Linked DNA regions of Sus scrofa: all the other regions are linked to region 2. A link is a contact called in public Hi-C data. All regions are on one chromosome and are shown on one strand. Each heading gives the region's core, a stretch centred on a gene start, on an enhancer-like site or on the middle of the called end of the contact. The rest is flanking DNA. Distances are from core to core; before and after follow the strand shown. Region 1 has its middle 290 kb from the start of KLF6. Region 2 has its middle 36 kb from the start of AKR1E2. Region 3 has its middle 380 kb from the start of AKR1E2.

Region 1 (2,881 bases), core at 143-2,642, 470 kb after region 2:
CTGGGAACTTCCATGTGCCAGAGGCACAGCCCTAAAAAGAAAAAAAAAAAAAAAAAAAAAAAAGAAAAACGAAACAAACAAACAAACAAACAAAAAAAAAAAGAGAGAGAGAGAGAGAGATGCAAAAATAGACTTATACCAAAGAATTCCATTGTGAAATTTCAGCCAAGAGAGGACTTAACCAAACATCCAGAGGACAAAAATAAACTAAAAGAGGTTATATACAGAAGATCAGTGACCAGAAGGGCTTTGGGCTTCTTCACACGGACTCTGAAAGCCACGAGATGATGGATAAATTCCTTCATTACCCTAAACAAAAAACAAAAGAAACAGTTTTTGGAGATAGATCCCATTCTTAAGTATTACTTGTAAATGCTAACATGTCTTCAAAAATTGTGTCTCTGGGCAATGCTCAGAGAATCTACTCTAGAAGGTGTACACGAGGAAGGAGGCAGCTCTGGAAGTGAGGAATCGTGATCCAACCCAGGAGAGAGATGAAGGGACCCACTGAGCGCGATGCTGAAGGGAGATCCCAGGACGTGGGCCGAGGACCATGAACAGGCACCAGCCCAGACTGTCTGGGTCCAGGAGCTCCAGCAGAGGGTCACCCGCCAGGTACCCTCATTACCTGAAGACGCTGGGGGACGTACAGCCTCGGAGAAGAGTTTGAAATGAATCTGTAAGGAGAACTAAGGAAACTAAGCACCACAGGTCCAGAAATAATCACAGGACAATCATGAATTCCAGGGAGTGTGAGGGAACGAGGAAGTGGAGGGGACAACTGGGGGCACATTTCAAGGACATTCAGAGAAGGAGAGCAGAGAAGGGGACAGGCCCGGAGGATCTCAAGAGAGCGGTTGCAGTTTGCTGGCCTTTGTTTGGCTTTGTTTGAAAAACGCGAAGCTGTGGTTCCCCTGGATGAGAAGAACCCGCTGGTGGTGAAGCTGGCATTTCAGGAGAGACGGTGTTCTCCTTGAGAGGACCAGGTGGGTCAGGTCACAGAGGGGCTCTCACTTGAGCACCACGGCAGGAAAGCCGGGCCGCAGGGCTGCAGATGCCCACTTGGATTTAGAGCTTCAGCGGAGGGAAGTGGAGGGCATTTCTTCCTGGGCAGTCGGGTGACACTACTGGTTCTGCTCTCCCTGTAACACGTATTTTCACAACACCTGGCGTTGAGAATCATAACCACCCCCTTTAGTGAAAGAGGAAACTGAGGCTCAGCGTAGCCACACAGAACCAGTGAGGGGAAGAGCTGAAGTGACGGGCAGGGCTGGTCTGCCTGTGCTGGCCTTGCCCTGGGGGACCAGGCAGTGACGTCTCTCCTGCAAGGACCTTCCCCAAGGATCTCAGGGCCCCTGGGGAGATGGACTGAGAGGCAGCTGTAACGAGCACACAGGCAACGTCCACACACGTGGGATCGAACCTTACTGTTCTTGCTCCACCCAAGCCAGGACGGGCCTGAAGGGACACCAGTGTTATTTTTAGTAGAATGAGATTTCTAACAGATGTCCAGATCTCCGAGGTCCCTTGAAAATCCTGTTTCTTGTCTGTACAATTCATCCCGTCAGGAGCTCTCTGGTCAAAAATTGTCAGCAGGATGTGATGAAACCCAGAACAGACGTCACTGTGTATTAGCGGTATCTGCACAGCGGACCCCCCCCCCCCCGCCCCTGCCCCATGGCAATTACCTTGTTGGAAATCAAGGCATAAACATAAGGTGTTTGAATGATTTTACTGATGAGGCATATTGAGGAAAAGGACGACATGTTTCAACTTCTGCAAAAGCTCTGGCACTTGTACAGCTATTTCCAGGGAGGGCAAGCAGGTTCTGTGCTCCCTGAGCCATTCCTAAATCGGGAATACTCGGAACAGAGTCTCTGCTGCACTGGAGCAAGTGAGGAGGAGAGTCTGAGGCTGAGCCTGGAGCATCCCAAAAGATAGACAGTCACAGCACAGTACTTTCAAGTCTTTGGGGTAAGATAATAAATAGCAGAATATGTTCCTAAAAACCAGGTTTCCAGTTAATGTGCAAATTTGGAAAAAGAAGCCTCTTCTACCCTACATCAGTAATAACAATGAATGAGTGAGGTTGCTAAACACGAAGTCCCCTAGACTCCTCTAGAACAGACAGAGCCGAGAGGAGATAAGGGCTGGTCCTTGCCCAGCAGAAGAGGGAGAAGGACTAGCATCACCCTCGTGCTGCTCTGCCCTCGTTTCTCTGCTTCCTGTTCCCTGATGGAGACATATTGTCACCGCTGACCTAGGTGGCTTTTGGAATTTAAGAAATACATGGCTTTAAATAGTTTTGCAAGTATGAACTCATGTCAAGTAGGATCCCTGACATCTGTCTCACTCCCCACACAGCCACACCTCTTTGACCCACCCTCTGACTTTCTAACTCTCCCACTTAACCAAGACTAGTCTGACCCCTATCACACCCTACCACTCATCTAGTTTCAGGAGGGAAAGCAAGTTTCATTCAAAAGATGCAAACTATTGCCTTTGGAATGGATAGACAATGAGCTCCTGCTGCATAGCACTGATGATGGAGCAGGATCATGTGAGAAAAAAGAAAGTGTACATGTGTGTGTGAGTGGGTCACCGTGCTGCACAGTAGAAATCCGACAGGACACGGTAAAGCAGCTATGATGGAAAAAATAAAAATCATAAACAAAAAACTGGTCTTGATTTTAGCAACAGGGCCCAGCCCTCTCTTCTTGCGAATTAGCAAAACCTAAAGCACTAAGATCTGGTTCCTGGGCAAGGCCCAGACGTCTCCTCACCAAGGACCTTAGGGTACCCGCCCAGCATCAACGTCATTTGTCACTTTGCTGATGTCTTGCTTCCCTGTAGGCAGATTCCTGCCATTTTTTCTCAGCAC
Region 2 (2,857 bases), core at 358-2,857:
CTGTTGTACAGCAAAGTGACCCAATCACACACATTTCCCTGTTCTGTACGTTAGGGACCCACAGCCCATTCCTTCCAAATATAAGTTTTCATCCAACCCCCCCCCCCAAATGCCCATGCATCCCACTCCCTCCCCTTCTCCCCTTGGGAACCCCAAGTCTGCTCTTCTTGGCCATGATCTGTTTCTGTTTTTTGTGTTTGTTTTTTTGTTTTTGTTTTTTGGAGAGGATTATCTGAGCCATATTGTAGATTCCACAAACAAGCGATACCATATGGTATTTGTCTTTCTCTTTCTGACTTCACTTAGAATGAGTCTCTAGATCCATCCATGTTGCTGAAGATGGCATTTGTTTGTCTTTTTTATGACTGAGTAATATTCCACCATGTATATGTACTGCATGTTCTTAATCTACTCATCTGTCAATAGACATTGAGGTTGTTTCCATGTCTTGGCTATTGTGAATAGTGCTGCTATGAACACAGGGATGCGTGTATCTTTTTCAGTGAAACTTTTGTCCAGATATATGCCCAGCAGTGGAATTGCTGGATTATATGGTAGTTCTATGTTTAGTTTCCTGAGGTACCTCCATACCATTTTCTAAAAGAATTCAGTGCTCCCTGAGTGGACTCTGCCTGAGGTTTTGTGTTTTAAAAAAACGATTTATTGTTCCCCTTGTGGCTCATCAGTAAAGAACCTGACTTGTATCCATAAGGATGAGGTTCCATTCCTGGCCTCTCTCTGTGGATTAAGGATCTGGCGTTGCTGTGAGGTGTGGTGTAGGTTGCAGACATGGCTCAGATCTGGTCTTGCCGTGGCTGTGGCCTAGGCCGGCAGATGCAGCTCCTATTCGATTCCTAGCCTGGGAACTTCCATAGGCCCATATGCTATGGGTGCGGCCCTAAGAAACAAAACAAAACAAAACCCCTATTTGTTATTATATTTATTTTTAATTAAAATATGGTTGATTTACAATGTTGTACCAGTCTCTGCTGTATAGCGAAGTGGCCCAGGCATATATGTATACATACGTATATATATACATTCCCTTTCCTGTGTTATTTTCCAGCATGTTTTATCCCAAGAGTCGGGATATGGTTCCTGTCCTGTACAGTAGGACCTCATTGCTCATCCATTCTACATGTACTAGTTTTATCTGCTAACCGCAAACTCCTCCTCGCTCCCGGCTTCCCCTTGGCAACCACAAGTCTGTTCTCTTATGTAAAAGAGCACTTTTTAGAGCCGTTTTAGGTTTACAACAAAATGGAGAGGAAGGTACAAATATTTCCCATATGCCCTCGGCTTCCCAAATGCCTAGCCGCCCCCGCCATCTACATCCCCAACCAGAACTGCCTTTTCTTTTAAACCAAAGATGAGCTTACATGGACTTTTTTTTTTTTTTTAATTTACAAAGAAGAGAATAAAAACTAAGTCGATCAAAGCCTCAGGAATGAATGGCCCACGTGCACGTCACCCCTCGTTTCACGTTCCTTTCTTCTCAGTGAAAAAGCTCATTTATCAGAAGCAAAACACAACCTTAATATCCGCGTGTGGCCGGAGAATTTGTTTACATGGACCTTGTCCTACCTCCCACGTCCTGTAGATGGAGCTACATCCTCAGGCACAAGTTCCTTGTTTCCACATCTTCCAGGTTTCAGGAAAGGACATCCCTGAAAGACAGTTTTAGTGTCTGCCCTGAAGACTTTTCATTGCTTTTACCGTGGGTAGTGCTACAACGTGCAAGACTTGGTGCTAAAGAAAAAGCACGTTTTTTTTTTTTTGGTGTGTGTGGCTTTTTAGGGCTGCACCTGCGGCATATGGAGGTTCCCAGGCTGGGGTCCAATCAGAGCTGTAGCCCCTGGCCTATGCCACAGCAACGAAGGACCCAAGCTGAGACTGCGACCTACACCACAGCTCACAGGCAACACCGGATCCTTAACCCACAGAGCGAGGCCAGGGATCCAGCTGGCATCCTCTTGCCTGCTAGTTGGATTCGTTTTGGCTGAGCCACAGGAACTCCAAAACAGAACGTTTTTGAGAGGCAAGTCTTGCACCTGCTCCCCTGTCTTTGCAGGGAGCCCGTTTTAAATAACATTGGCCAACATGTTGCTGGTATTTGGTATTTCTGTGCTTTGTGAACAGTTAAACTGCAAAAGGGCCCATTATTCGGAGTCCTTTTCCACAGGTGTTTCCTGTGTCCTGGCCTCGTCCCTTGCTCCGTGTGACTGAATGACCATATATAGCCAATTGCAGTGACCTGTTGTGTTTCCCCCAGTCGGTGAGCAAACATTGCCTATCTGTGGACGGAGGGGTGCACTTTATTTCTTCCCCACGTGGTTTCCAAGGGATGTGAGAACACAATGTGTCAGGCCGACAGGAAACTCAAAAAAAGAAACAGAAAGAGAAAAGGTTTTAAAGGATCTGACTGTGTCTGTGACATGGCACCGGATCTGTTCATGGATTCCAAAACCAGGAGGAGAAACTTGGTGCTTTAAAAGGAAAAGAAAAATCCAAGCGATGTGGAAAGGACTTTGAATAGCAATATTAATCTAGAAAACATTTTTATCAAGGGAATTTGCCTATGTCTTGGATGCTTTTTAACTTACTCAACAGGGCACTGAGTGCATTTTGCTTCTTGATATAAGAAGAAAAGAACCCTTCAAGAAGTTTTTAAGATGTTTTGTTATTCTTTCCTAGTAAATCCCAAATTTGTAGGTTGAGTCGGAGGCGTCTTAAAATCCAACCAATGATTTTAATTGTAACCGAAATATCATCTTGCACGTAAGACACGGTAATCATTTAGAAGTTTGCTGACAGAGATGCTCACAGCCAAGTAAATATTTTGCTCCACATTTTTAAG
Region 3 (2,802 bases), core at 122-2,621, 340 kb after region 2:
TCTGGAGCACTGGGAGGCAGGTTCGCGCCCCAGCCCAGCACACTGGGTTAATCAGATCCCACACCTGCAGCTGGGATCTGATTCCTGAGCAGGGACTCCATCGGCCGCGGGGCCGAAGAACAAGGAGGAGCCAGTGGGCATGGGTGGGAGGCGGAGGGCAGGCGCAGGCCCTCTGCCTTGGGACCCCTCCTCCCGAGCCCAGCCCTGGCGTGGGGGACTGCTCGGACCCCGCGGGACTTTCACAGGCCCGAGAAGGCAGCCCCTCTCTGATTCTGGGGCCGCGGGTAACACGACCTGGCAAGTTTGGTGCTTTGGGGTCACTGCTCTGTGTGAGGAGGGGCGCAGCGATGAGGACGGCCAGGCGGTCTTCTGTATTTTTATGTGAAGATAATGATGAGAACAGTCCGTATTATTTACTGGTGCAGATGGCACAGCTGGTGAGAGCGTGGACAGGGCCTGGGTCAGGGCGGAGCTTGGCCCCTGGCGGTGACCTGACGAGGGCGGAGTTCATTCTGCACAGAGAAGGGGCGCGAATGATCCCCTTTGCCGCGCGGCAGGGTTGTTGCGGGGATTGGTGGAGCTAAATGCAGGAAGGCTGAGGCCACGGGAGGCTCACGGTGTCCAGACCATTCTCTGCCCACGGCATCTCTGCTCCGTGAAACCCAAGAGCAGATGTAGTATCCTCTGCGCCAGCGAGACGCCGCGGCCCAGAGACGCTGGTTTGCCCAAAGGCCTTTCGTGGAGTAAAAGGGGGACTGCATATCCGAACCTGTCCCTGGTGTCGGCAGAGAGCCAGGGGTTCCCCACACCCTTCAGTCCCAGGCAGGCGGGGACAGAGGGCTCCCTGCTTCTGGCTCCACGTTGTTTTGCTGACATCATCCTACCCCAGTCAGTCCAAGGCTCTCTCCACCGTATTTTTCCCTTCTCCATTTCTGTCTCGGCCCCCACACGCCAACCAGTGATAGAAAACTTACGAAACTGCTTCGGGCCGGATTCCTGTGACAGCAAATGTCATGGGCGTCTCGACTGACTGGAAGGGGCGCACTCGGCGCGGAAGGCGGCTGCGGCGGCATCATTCGGGGCTAAACACTCCTATTTTGTTTTGTTCAACATCGTTCGTTTTCATTTATGAGGCAGAGGGAAATGGACACTTGCTGCCGTACCCTTTTAGAGAGAAGAGGTGCTCAGGAGTGAAAACAGACATTTTTGAAAGGTGGCACCAGTAAGAACTGAGGTTAGGCCTGTGAGTCATCAGGAGGGGACACGAAGGTCACTGACACAACCTGTGACTATTTAAAGGCAGGACTGCCTGGTCCCCACCCTTGGGGCACAGGGAGCAGAAACAATGTGTTCATTTTGTCCTGAAGGTTCCATCATGAGTCAGCATGGACTCGTTCTAAATATTTGCTTTTGGGGCGGGCAGAATTACTCAGCGTAGAAATGTAGGCAGCTGGAAATTTCAGTGGCCTTAGTATTCCCCCTGATTCCTAGCTCCCGTCAGTAGACACGTAGAGCCACAAAGTACGATTTTGACAGCTCACGTCCAGGCCGAGGAGAGGCGCATCTGTGAGGACACACAAAAGCTCAGTGATACAGTGTCTTTATCCTACGGAAAAAAATGTGGCTTTGATTCATTCTCAAGCTGGAATGTACTTGTGCGTTCAAATAAAGTCTGCCATCAGTTTTAGAGGGAGTTTGTATTGTGAGAGAAGCACAGCCAAAAAGGAAAAAATAAATTTTTTTCACGAGGCATGTGAAAAGTCATCAAACCCACGTGAAAGATCGTGGGCAGAATGCCGCTGCCTCAGTGGAAAGGGCTGTCCCGGTAACCCAGCGTTCACTGGGCCCCGGAGCACGGAGGCCTCCCGACGACCTCTGTCCATCAGGGACTCAGTGTGCAAACAAACATAAACAGAATCGGCCAGCACTTGGAAGATGTAGTGTATTTCCTGTGCATTATTATGGGAAAAAATAAACACACGTGTGAGTAAACGCTCAAAGAGCAGAGCAGGAATTATGCTGTTTTTCTGGCCGTCCTCTCTGGATAGCAAAGCAGTTTGTTTTTTCAAAGCAATTTGAAAAATGGGAAGAATTTTAGTACCTATTAAGGACGTGCTGTGTTTCTGTTCTCTGTGATTCCGACGTCACGCCCTATCTCAGCTGAGTCTTGACGTCATGCCTGGGTGGTGAGTATGGCCACTCCTGCGTGCAAGTGAGGAATCAAGGCGGAGGGAGGTCCCAGGGCACCCACGGGGCCCCCAGGCCTTGAACTAGATGTCCTGACACATGGTATGGGGAGACGGCAGGGCTGTCTGCGATCTTTGGGCAGGCAGCCTTCACATCGCCTGGCACCTGTTAGCAACGCCCAGTAACAGGCCCCACTGACCTTCATCCAGAATCCGCACGTGGCTGCATCCGGTTGATATACCCACGTCCCTACGCTGGACGGCTGCAGTTGACCAGGATCTCGTGGGGCTTCCTCTCAAGTATCCATGACACCACGTGCCCAGTCTCCCACCAGGCACCTCAGGCCTGGGGACCAAGTCTGTATGTCCTGGAGCCCAGCCTTTTCAGTTCCAAGCGCTGCGCAAATCATGGGTCTGCTTTTATGTCTGAGCGCCGTAGGCACTCGGTCAGGCATAGGGATTCAGCCCCAACCGCAGCTGAGTTCTAACCTCCTCTGAAAGCTGTGAAAGTGCAACCCTACTTAGACATGGTTGTGATAGCGGGAGAGGCGCCCACATCCACGGTTACGGCTTCTCCTCAGCATCCGAGCGTTCAGCAGGTGGAGCCGTCATTACC

The links. A called contact is a pair of places that touch in the nucleus more often than the background predicts.
Region 1: a contact with region 2 is called in a Hi-C map of retroperitoneal adipose tissue, with 2.4 times the contacts expected there. The contact joins two enhancer-like sites. A contact is called at or near these places in 3 of 47 Hi-C or Micro-C datasets (embryonic fibroblasts, fibroblasts and retroperitoneal adipose tissue).
Region 3: a Hi-C map of skeletal muscle shows a contact between it and region 2, with 6 times the contacts expected there. The contact joins two enhancer-like sites. A contact is called at or near these places in 8 of 47 Hi-C or Micro-C datasets (embryonic fibroblasts, heart right ventricle, mesenteric adipose tissue and 3 more) and 1 of 2 datasets of contacts at active chromatin or transcription factors (skeletal muscle).

The regions. Positions count from the first base shown.
Region 1 is chr10:66,201,034-66,203,914 of Sscrofa11.1, forward strand. No RefSeq gene overlaps it. Among named protein-coding and RNA genes, the nearest start is that of KLF6, 290 kb to the right of the region's middle. Within about 2 kb of position 1,393, at least 6 of the 83 cell types and tissues checked have an H3K27ac peak or open chromatin away from gene starts, as enhancers often do. A contact at or near this core is called in retroperitoneal adipose tissue, where this site is marked.
Region 2 is chr10:65,728,479-65,731,335 of Sscrofa11.1, forward strand. No RefSeq gene overlaps it. Among named protein-coding and RNA genes, the nearest start is that of AKR1E2, 36 kb to the left of the region's middle. Within about 2 kb of position 1,608, at least 10 of the 83 cell types and tissues checked have an H3K27ac peak or open chromatin away from gene starts, as enhancers often do. A contact at or near this core is called in retroperitoneal adipose tissue and skeletal muscle, where this site is marked.
Region 3 is chr10:66,068,025-66,070,826 of Sscrofa11.1, forward strand. No RefSeq gene overlaps it. Among named protein-coding and RNA genes, the nearest start is that of AKR1E2, 380 kb to the left of the region's middle. Within about 2 kb of position 1,372, at least 26 of the 83 cell types and tissues checked have an H3K27ac peak or open chromatin away from gene starts, as enhancers often do. A contact at or near this core is called in skeletal muscle, where this site is marked.